Regions from separate parts of the Ovis aries genome. Here regions 1 and 3 are each linked to region 2. Evidence: chromatin contacts called from public Hi-C data. All regions are on one chromosome and are shown on one strand. The core of a region is the stretch at or near the end of the contact, and the rest is flanking DNA. Distances in the headings are between cores, read along the strand shown.

Region 1 (3,934 bases), core at 478-2,977, 210 kb before region 2:
AGCAACATCTAAACCTGTGAATAAAGGGAGAAGATCCTTCCTCCCTGCCCTTCTCCCACATTCCCCACGTCTGCTCTGTGATCTGGCATAAAGAGCTTCTCTGTTTACTTTGGCTGGTCTCTTGCTGGTGTGCTCTCTTTGCAGCTGCTACAGGATGGAGAAGGGAAGAGACCCAAAGCACTTTAAAACTCCTATTCCTTGTCAACAATGGTGCTAAGCACTTTGGTGTGCATTATCTACTTCATTTAATCCTCGCTCATCCCTTTGAGATATCAACACAATTAGGGTGTTATCTAATCTAACACAATTAGATATCAGCACACATTTCTTTTTCACATTGTTGCCAGATTAGTGCAGCAAGAAGTATTTTTTAAATAGCTTTATTGAGTTATAATTCACCTACTACCCAATTCACCCATTTAAAGTGTTACATTCAATGGTTTTAGTATATTCACGGATATGTGCACTGATCTACAAAGTCAACATAAAAAATGTTCATCACCTCTTAAAAATAAACTCTATACCCTTTAACTATCATTCTACACCCCCCTGCCCCCCCATCCCTCCCAACCAAACCAATTTTTATCTTTTTTCTTAGTCAGTGAAACCAGGGCTTCCTTAATGGGCAGTTAAAGCAGGATAAAGCAAGCTGTAGCTTGAGCCAAGAAATAAAAAACAGCTAAGCACATCGATTTCTAGTTCAGAGACAGAAGGAAAAGTTCCTTCTGCTTGCAAGCCTTATCTCCCATTGTTTGCTCCCAGCAGCAGCAGCAGCCTCATCTTTGCTTTTCAGAAAATGAACATAAATTTAGGGTGTTTAGAGTGCCAGTCACTGTATACATACAGACACATCCATATCCAGATACATCCAACATTTCCTGTTGAAATCTTCCCAAGAACACAGTCAAGCAGGCATTAGCCCCACTTCACAAAGGCTGAAACTGAAAACTCAGTAAGTTCAGTGTCTTGCCCAAATTTACACAGCTGGAATTAGAACCCAGCTGCCTGATTCCAAAGCCCATGGTCTTTCCACTTCCTGGGACAGTTCTTCGGGTGTCTGATTGTCCAGCCCTTCTTCTGAACCCTATCTGTCCCACATACATCATCTCTGACTCTCCTCACAGCAGATGCCTGGGGTTGGCCCAACCCTGGTGACAGCCTACGCTCCTGACCAAGCAGGGATTTTCTGCCCCTGCAGCCTTCAGTCCAAGTGCCCTCTCCTCCCCCACTGATTCCACAGCCCTTGTAACAGACCAACCTCACAGCACGAAGCACACTGGCCTGGCGTCCAGGAGGTGCTGAATTAAATCGGTTGCCTGTTGTCGCTTGTTGGTTTACGTCTCCTCTGTCTCGTGTACCTGCACTTCGCCCTAATCTTATGCATCTGGATGTCCTCGGCGCCGAAACTCTGAGCCAGGCACATAAAACGTGAAGAAACCTACTGAACGAACTAACAGGTCCTGGATCGATCCAGGAACTCGCTCGCGATGTGGTGCCAACAAGTGCGGAGCTGCCCCACTACACCTCCAGCCGCCAGAGAAAGGACGGCAGGGCGGCTGCGGTGAGGGCGTCGGTGCCCAGCAGGTGGCGCTACGCCCCCGAGCCCTTAGCGCGGTGCTCCGACAAAGGGCGCGGCCACGCAGCCCCAGTCCCTCCGCCGGGGCGGCCGCTCCGCTACCCCCACCCCCGCCCCGCCCGGCTCTGCGCGCACCGTAAGCCCTACCCCGGGCTTCTCGGGCTCGCGTCCTGACCCGCGCGACGGGCCGCTCAGCCAAGCGGGCGCCATGGCCCTCCCGCGGTCCCAGGCCCGCGGCTGGGTGAAGGCCGCCAAGATGGCTCAGAGGCGCCGCCGCGCGGAGGACGCGGGAGGACCCAACACCCAGAGCCCTGCGCCCGGGAGCCGGCGCGCCGCGCTTTACGTCCACGTGAGTGGGGAGGGGAGGCGGGGTGGCGGGAGCGCAGGGCCGCGGGCCCGCCTGCCGTCCTTCACCGGCCCGAGACGAGGTCTGGGACCTGTTCCCTGGCGGGGAAAGGTCTTGGCCCGGAGAACTGAAGTCTCTGGTGTGCACAATCTCGTTGACCTTGGCAAGTGATTTCCCTTCTGAACCTCAGTTTTCTCCTACTGAAGTGGGCTTACTAATCCCCTTGGAGAGTTGTGTGGCTAAGAGGTTGACGGACCGCGGAATCAGGATGGGGGTGTGTGCGACTGAACCCTGGAAATGGCCGGGGCAGCCCAGGGTCACCTCTCATCCGGTTCACATGCCCCCTACCCCCAGTGGCCCTACTGCGAGAAGCGCTGTAGTTACTGCAACTTCAACAAGTACATCCCCTGTGGTGTGGACGAGGCTGCTCTGAGGCGCTGTCTGGTGACCGAGGCTCAGACGCTGCTGAGACTCAGCGGAGTGCGACGGTGGGTACTGGGGGCAGGGTCTTGGGAATTGTGTAGGGCAGCGGAACAGGTTGCAGGCATCCTGGAGGGCTCCGCCATGTCTTCATCTCCATTCTCTTTCCCTAGAGTGGAGTCTGTGTTCTTTGGTGGGGGTACCCCCAGTCTGGCCAGCCCCCATACTGTGGCAGCTGTCCTGGAGGCAGTGGCCCAGGCAACTCACCTGCCTGCAGACTCTGAAGTCACACTGGAGGCCAACCCCACTTCGGCCTCAGGCTCCAGGCTGGCAGCATTTGGGGCAGCAGGAGTCAACAGGCTGTCCATTGGCCTCCAGGTAACCCATCTCACCCACATTATCCTGGGACATCCAGGATGTCTCTCATCCAGTCACATTCATTCATAGGGCAAATATTTGTGGAGCTCCTCCTTTGTGCCAGGGCCCTGTAGGCACTGAAAAGTGTGTGATGACACCTACTTGTCTGTTTGAATGCTAGACTACAAGCCCTAATAGGCAGGGATCATGCGTGCCTTTTTGTTCATCCCGGTATTACAAGCAGCCACTACAATTCCTGGCACATAGTAGATGCTTGAAAGATTTACTACCTGACTGGAGACACAGAAGGAGGCAGACAGGTGGTCAGATCATTGCAGCATGATAAAGTCTGCTTGTGAATGGGGTCTCTACAAAAGGCTTTCAAGAGTATGGCCTGAAGGGCATGTCAGTCTGACAAAATCATGGAAACCTTCCTGAAGAAGGTGATTGAATAAGGAAGAGGAGTCCATCAGAGGAGGGTGTTGAGGGGGAAAGACCGGATTTGGAAGAGCTTGCCTGTTTGGGAGGACCTTTGAGCCATTCCTCGTGACTGGAGAGGCTGGGGACAAAGTTGCAAGCTGGGGCCCAGAAGTCTTCAGCACCAGACTAGGAAACTTGCAATTTTGCCTAGTGGTGACAAGGGAGTCACTGAAGGGTTTTAAGTGGGGAGAGAAATGTGTTCCTCTCAGGTTGGCCCTTGGTATTTCTATAGCCAGTATCCCCACCCCGACTCCACACACACCCATTTCAAGTACGTGTACCACTTACCAAAGAGTTTGGGGTCAGGGCTTTTTCATTATGGGACATATTGAAAGGGACACACCATTTCTTCTGGCCTCCAAATACTTACATATCTTGAATCTAATTGTGAGAAAACATCAGGACACCTAAGAGACTTTGTACACGTATGGATAAGAACAGATAACATGAGATCGATCTACCCTGTTAACTTTTTAATGTACAGTACAGTGTTGCTGACTATAAACACAGTGATGTACAGGAGATCTCTAGGACTAATTAAGAGATTTTGGAGGGGGTGGGGTTTGGCCACAATGTGTAGTTTGTGGAGTCTTAGTTTTCTGACCAGGGATTTTGAACCTGGGCCCCTGTCAGTGAAAACGCCAAGTCCTAACCGCTGGACTGCCAGGGAATTCCCTAAGAGGCAGTTTTTAAAACAACTGACCTGTACTGTTCAAAAATGTCAGTATCATAAATGACAAAGGCAGGATGAGGAT
Region 2 (3,576 bases), core at 544-3,043:
TATCTGTAAAACAAGAGGATAATAGCTCTGTCCCTGAGCCGCTGTGAATGAGATGATACACATAAATAATACATTTGGAACCTTGTTTGCACTACAGAGCAAGCTCAGGAAATGTTACCTATTTATATTATGCTGCATTTCCTTAAATGCTCACAACTCTTCTGAAATAACTAGAAAATGAAGTGACTCTGGCAAGGTCATATTGCTAAGCAGGAATGGAGAAGAGCCAGCACTCAAGTCCAGGCTTGTTCTACACAACACTGCCTCCCAGTGCCAAAACAGTGATTCACAGCTTGTGAACCACACAGAAATGCTAGAAATCACACACACAGAAAAGCAAGCTAGTTTGTAAACACTTAAACAAAATAAAACAAAAATGCAGTTTCTACTGTTTCCTGGCTTTCTGAACAGTTACCCAGGCTGTTTTCTTTGGGGTAAGTTGGCAGATAAACTTGTGAGGAAGTAAGGAAACTGATTCTGGTCCTGGCTATTAATAGTTGTGTGACCTAGGGCAGGTTAATCTCTGGGATTGAACCTATCTCCAATGTTCCCTTTAGTTTTAAACTGTATGATTCCACTTTAAAAAATAAAACATTTGCAAACTCACTTTAATTCTCAGCTAGCAAATAGCCTGATTAGCATTACTTGGATCAAATAAAAAAATTTAAATGTGAAGAGAGCGGAATAACACCACATTCAGTAACTTAATACAAAAAAATTGACCACCGGCACTTCTTAAAATGTGACTCCTTATTTAGTTGGGAAGGACTCAATCACTGGCAGGCATCTGAAGTCTTGGATAAAGTCTCATATTTCAAACTGTCTTAAGAAAACAAAGCAAAACATTATGTAGGATTAATGAATGAGTCTTCCTGCCACAGGCAGCTGTAGGTAGCAGCAAATCACTGCTGCAGTAAGGCAACAGAAAAGCAGAATAGCAATGCAAGTGATTTATTTTCCCTAGTCTTGGGAAAAGAAATCGTGCTAGTTTACAAGATCCACGTTTGCTCAACTGTTTATGCTTTTTGCTCTGCACAGATGTGTTCTTCAGAGTAATTCCGAACTCGAACTTGGGTGAGCTCCGAATGAGCGTGAGAGTAATCAGCACCTTTTGGCACACGTTATGGGGGTGGGGGTGGGGGTGGGGTCGGCGGGGCACGGGGCGCCAGCGTTCGGGTGGGCGCTGCCGGCGCAGGACCACGTGGGCCGGGATTTGGGCATGACTCGCCGCAGACTCTCCGAGGCAGGGGGGCCAGTGCTAGCCTCCAGAGCGCACAACCTCGTTGGCTCTGGGTGCCGGGCCACGCCTTAGCGGGCTTCCGGGACTGCGCTAGGCCGAGGTCGCGTCCCGGGCTGGATGCTCTGACCCTAGGCCTCCCCCGCTCCCCACTTACCAGCCGTTGACCTCATTTTGGGAGTTCACATCCACCCCGCTCTCCACCAGTTTCCGCACCTCCCGAATGTCCCCCAAGGCCGCGGCCTCCCGCAGCCTCTCCTGCTGCTCCTTCTGCTCGAGGAGAGCGCTCATCTTTCTTTGGCCCCAGGCCCCCGCTAGGGCACGCCCGCCCAGCCCCGGCCGGTCAGCGCCGCCGCCGCCGCGGACCACTCCCCGCCATGGAGAGGCCGCGCGGGGTACAGCTGCCCCGCTCGCGCTGCAGCCCGTGCCGAGCCAGGGGCCTCCGTTCCCCCTTCTTGGCACGCCCGCTGCTCCCCTGCTGCTCCCGGCCCGCGGGCCTAAACCTCCTCCCGGCCGCGCCTCCCACAGGCCGGCTCTGGGGGAACCTATTCAGAGTGACAACCCTGACCCAGATATTTTCCGTTCCTACCCTCCGCGCGCGCGAGGGCGGGCTGTTTATGTAACTGCTGCACAATATTATCTGCCGTGATTCACCAACTATTTTTAGACCTCCCCACCCGGCAGTTTCTGGAGAGGAGGACAGAAACGAGGGAAGGGAAGAATGCGTATTTGAGAGCCAGGAAGGCCTAATCCTCTGGAGCAGGCTGTTTACCACGCATCAAAAATAATTGATTTAAGAAAACAGACAAAAATAATAGTAATAATTGGTTTTGTTTTTTCCCCAGTTTGTGTGGCTCTTTTTCCTTATCTGAATCAACTCTTGCCTAGCAGGGTGGGGAAATGGGCCGAAAACGATCCCACTATTATATGCCCATTATTGCAGAAATAGAATACACGATTCTTTCTTTTGACACTGCTTGGGACCATTCAGTTCGATTATTTATTTCAATTGCTGTTGTCTTACTCACATTTTAGAGATTTCTTCTAATTCGGCTTTCAGGAAAAATATTTATACTGTGCTCAGAGTCTATAAACTGTGATTCATTACTGCTTTTATTTTATTTTTTTTGGTTACTGCTTTTAAATCATAATTAATTACTCTTCGTGAAGGCCATGTAAGGAAAATAGAAAAGAACACCAAAGAGGCTTTCAAGTTATCCCAGTCTTTAATATCAGGAGCTAGGGAGAGAAGTGGTCCAAGTATAAACAGCATTCTTCCTGACTCTCTGGCTAATCAATCTAATGAGGCTCAGAGCCTGGGCTGGCGCTGCTTTACTACACAGCAGGAGAAAAAGAAGAGTATTGTTTTGCTGAGCCCAGGTTCCTGGGCAAGATCTTCCAATGTGGCACAGGATGGAAGCTTGCAGATGGGGTTGGAAGGATTAAGGAGTAACCCTGGGGTGGGGAGGAGGAAGGCCTGAACACAAGAGATAAAATAGGAAATGACAAATTTAGGCATGGAGTTTTCATTTCCCTCTCTTGGGGCAGCCCAGGGTTTGCGCAGCAAGCACTTTTCTTGCTGTGCCTGCGTGCTCAGTCACTCAGCAACCCCATGAACTGTAGCCGGCCAGACTCCCTGTCCATGGAATTTTCCAGGCAAGAATACTGGAGTGGGTTGCCTTTCCTACTCCAGGGGATGCATTTCCTGCATTGGCAGTCAGGATTCTTTACCACTGAGCCACCGGGGATGCCCTTTCTTCTTGCTACTGTTTTATGAAAAACTCGTATCTGTTTATTGTGTTACAGACATTCACACAGTACACAGTGCACACCAGATGGTTTGAATATAAACTGACTGCATGCTTACACTGACCTTATAGTGAACTGGAACTCTGCTTGAGGTGACACTTTCATTTGTCCCCCAATACAAACTTTTAACTCTCCGCATGGTACTCCACCTGAAACTGATGTGCAGAGTAGTACTGGAATTGGGCCCTTCAGTACAATTCAAGTGACAGGGGAGTAGATAGTGGCCTCTTTTTTTTTTTTTTTTTTAATAGCAGTTCAAAAAGCTTGGTAGCGAGTGCACATCAAAATCTGTGAGTTCTCTTTGTAAGGATTTATTTGTTAAATTACCCATGTGCCCTACAATAACTATCGAATCAACGAACATAAATATTTTCTTAAAAACCTCTGGGTGCCTGCATGCCAAGTCACTTCAGTTGTGTCTGACTCTTTGTGACCCTACCCACTGTAGCCCACCAGGGTCCTCTGTCCATGGGATTCTCCAGACAAGAGTACTGGGGTGGGTTGCCATGCCCTCCTCTAGGGGATATTGC
Region 3 (3,550 bases), core at 926-3,425, 150 kb before region 2:
TTGCTCAATCTTGTATGACTCCACTATCCAAGACGATGACCTCACCTCACCACCCCTTGACCTCTCAGCTGCTCCCACATCTGGTCACATTTTGGGGCTTGTCATCATCCCAGATTCCTCCATATTAAAGGCAGACTTCCTGTTCTCTGATCTTGACCTCATTCCTTCCAGGAAGCATGCACACCAGGGTCTCCCACCTGCGGACACTTCCATCACCCCACTATCCCAGTTTCTCAGCGATCTCTCTCCTCCAGGTCATCAAAAGCTTTCTCTCAACTGAATCCTTCCCATGGTATTTGTCATAATTAATCTCATCCCTCTTGAGAGTGTCTTTCCATCTCTCCCCTCACATCAAGTGCCCATCATCTCTATGTCCTCTTTCCCCTCCCTCCTGAGCCCGCTCCTGTCAGCCTCACCTCCTGGAACACATCTGCTATGTCCACCAATGGCTTCCATGTTGCTGAAGCTACTGGACCTTTTTTGGTCCCATCCCAGTCAGCTTCTCTGAAGTCTGACTCTCCCTCCCTGCCACTCTGTCCCTTTGAGACAACACCCTCTCCTGGTTTTCCCAAGACCCTCTGTGTCTTGAGTTCGTCAAGGCCAAGTATGAGCCCGAGCCTCTCCCTGCGGTCACCCTGGGTGATCTCTTCTGTGCCCACACCGTCTCTGCACTGAACACCCACTCTGCTTCCTCGTTCCCACCAACTCCTCCTCTGCATTCCTGAGCCTGTCATCTTCACACATACATCTCAAGGTCATCTCAAACCAACACATCCAAACAGGACCTCTTGAGCCCCCAACCTGACCCTCTCCCAGTGCCCCCCTTCCTTCTCAGTACCAGCCCCATTCTGCACTTCACTCTTGACACCGCCCCCAATAGGCAATCCTGATGATGTTTCCTTTTCTGCTGACCTCAAGTCTACCACCTTCCCTCCATCTCTACCTTGGCATAGTGCAGACCTCCCAGAGCTCTCCTCTGGGTCCTGCTATGGCCTTTGAACCCTTCTGCTTCCACTCGTGCCTCTTTACAGTCCATTCACCACCAGAAAGCTGGAGGGACCTCTCCAAAATGCAAGGTCACTCCCTCGACTAAAGCCCTTCCACAGCTTTCTTCTGCTCTCATCAGTAACCAAACTCCTGCTCACAGTTCAAAACCTGGCCCCTGCCCTCCTCCCTGTCTACGTCACCACCTCATCGGCGCCTCTCTGTGCTGGCTTCTGCAGCACCTCAGCCCTGCCTCACTGCTCTGCCACAGGGCCTTTGCACATCTGTTCCCCTGCTTCCCCAGCAAGTCCCCCAAGCCCTTTCCAGATTGCATCCTCTTGTTCTTCGAAGGCTGCTACACAAATGTGATTTCCTTAGGAAGGCCCTCCCCCTCCTCTCTCCCACCAGACCAGTTTCCTTGTGATACCTAGTCATGGCACGTCTCACAGTGGGTGGTTGTACATTAATCTGTATAGCTGTTGGATTAGTTTTTGCCTTGCTCATCAGACTGTGAGTAACACAAGGATGGGATGGCTTGGTCTCTCTCTGCCCACTGTTGTACCTAGCAGAGTGTCTCATGGGCACTCAATAAATGTTGACTAAGGGTAGTAAATGAGACTCATAAAATACCTGATAACACCTGAAAGTTGGTTCAGTATTATTATTCAGGGAAGGCTTCCTGAGGGGGTGGGGTTTGAGCAGGACCTTCAGGTGAGGGGGCAGAGCAAAGGCGAAGCTCCCAGTTTGGATGGCCTGGAAAAGGCACACCTTTTGCCTCTCACCTCATTTCTCCTTTGTAAAACGGACAAAGTTGGGACAAAATGACCGGAGGCTCTGGCTTTCCAAGGCCCTGGCATCCTCACAGCCTCCATATTCTCCGTAAGAGGGTTACCTCCCCGCAGGCCCTGATTTATGTCCTATCGAGTCCACCCAGTTTTTTGCACAGACCTGTGTCCTCCTAGGCGCTGCCGTCTATGGGGTCGCACAGAGTCGGACACGACTGAAGCGACTTAGCAGCAGCAGTGTCCGCCTAAGCCCCGAGTATACGGTCTGCAGTCCCGTGATCGGCCACCGAGCGGCGCTCAGAGACCAGCCTGCTGCCGGCCTTTTCGGCGAAGACACTCCCGCGGCCGGTTCGGTGCCTGGGCCTGCCCGTCGCAGCTTCCCTCCCGCCCTCCCTTCCTGTCCGCAGCGTCCGGGCCGACCGCCACCAGCCGCCATGCTGGGCGCGCGGGCCTTACGGTGCCGGTGCCGCGGCTTCCTGCTGCCCGGGGCCGGGCCAGTCCTCGCCTTGAGCTACAGGTACGGGCGGCAGAGGAGCACGCTTCAGCAGCCGGTGCCTGCGGAGCCCTGCGGTCAGTTGTCCTGGCGCTGGTCCCCTGTGCCTGCCCGGTCACCTCCCCACCCCATGCCTGCCTTCCCCCAAGACTAGGGCCAGCTCCTCCGACCGGGCTCAGACAGTAATCCTCTCCTCCCTCCCTCCCCTCCAGCTGCAGGGCTCGCTTGCCCCAGGAACTCTGTTCTGACACCATCTCCAGGAAGCCTTCCTTGAACCCCAGTGCTGGGCCAAGGGTCCTTGTCCAACAGCACCCTGGGCTGGCTTGTCACAGCCCTCGATGCTGCAAGGGCTTGTCATTACTTAGGCCTGCCCCGCCCATGCTGCCCTCCCAGGCTGAGCTCCCTGAGATCAGAGCCAGCTACTGATTCTTTGAGGGTCATGGGGGTCTGGCACAGGACCTGGCCCCCCAGAAGTGCCCACTGGATGGATGTTGAGTGAGGGAGTCCCTGATGCCAAATGAATTTCTTCTCCTTGCCCCTCATCTGGCCCAGTCCTACACACAGCAGCCAGCAGCCTTCCTGCCCAGATCATATACCCAGGCAGGCATGCCAGAAATACCTCCAGCACAGTCACCCTGGGTGGGGCCCGGTGAGGGGAGAGAATGGAGCCTGAAGGACCATTCCATCCATTGTGACTCGCCCTGACTTCACAGTCATCATCGTTCCCACCACCAGGTCAGAGAGGTTGGGGGAGACTAACCTGGCAGGGAGCCCCCAATGAACCACCTTTCTTCACCCCCCCAAAAACACAAGGGGGAGCACAAAGGCCACGGTCTCCCCCGTGGTTCAGAAAGGTGGGTTGGGCTGGGAGCAGGGGGTTCTGGGAGAGTTCCACGGTGGTCAGGTGGGCCTCTGGGCTGGGTGTAGGTGGAAGCAGTGGAGACTCCTGGTCTGACTTGCCTGACCTACCTGCCTACACCAGGGGTAGCTCCTCCCGGGACAAGGACCGAAGTGTGACGGTCAGTAGTTCAGTGTCCATGCCTGCTGGAGGGAAGGGGAGCCGGACTAACTGCTCTCAGTCCACGCCCCCGAAGGTCCCCAACCGCCTGATCAATGAGAAGTCACCATACCTCCTGCAACATGCCTACAACCCTGTGGACTGGTGAGTCCTCTCCTGATGCCCTCCTGGGCAGCTAGATCCTCAATCTTCTTACTGGCCCCCTCCGGAGCTAGTGAGTGATGCCCCACTCTACTGGCCTTAGGTACCCCTGGGGACAGGAAGCCTTCG

Evidence for each region. Hi-C and Micro-C count contacts between places; a contact is called where the count stands out from the background.
Region 1: a contact with region 2 is called in a Hi-C map of tail adipose tissue, with 4 times the contacts expected there. The contact joins the promoter of RSAD1 here to the promoter of ANKRD40 in region 2. A contact is called at or near these places in 11 of 16 Hi-C or Micro-C datasets (blood, hypothalamus, liver and 5 more).
Region 3: a contact with region 2 is called in a Hi-C map of liver, with 4 times the contacts expected there. The contact joins the promoter of SPATA20 here to the promoter of ANKRD40 in region 2. A contact is called at or near these places in 13 of 16 Hi-C or Micro-C datasets (blood, hypothalamus, liver and 6 more).

What each region holds. Positions count from the first base shown.
Region 1 is chr11:35,969,986-35,973,919 of ARS-UI_Ramb_v3.0, reverse strand. It overlaps RSAD1 (radical S-adenosyl methionine domain containing 1), which reads left to right and starts at 1,727. Exons shown (of 12, transcript XR_003590679.3): 1 at 1,727-1,925; 2 at 2,277-2,410; 3 at 2,516-2,720. It overlaps ACSF2 (acyl-CoA synthetase family member 2), which reads left to right. Exons shown (of 15, transcript XM_060395538.1): 15 at 1-112.
Region 2 is chr11:35,757,917-35,761,492 of ARS-UI_Ramb_v3.0, reverse strand. ANKRD40 (ankyrin repeat domain 40) reads right to left here and starts at 1,793. Exons shown (of 5, transcript XM_012185883.4): 1 at 1,395-1,793. The coding sequence starts at 1,410.
Region 3 is chr11:35,908,030-35,911,579 of ARS-UI_Ramb_v3.0, reverse strand. It overlaps SPATA20 (spermatogenesis associated 20), which reads left to right and starts at 2,175. Exons shown (of 17, transcript XM_042255816.2): 1 at 2,175-2,286; 2 at 2,815-2,997; 3 at 3,245-3,424; 4 at 3,525-3,550. The coding sequence starts at 3,300.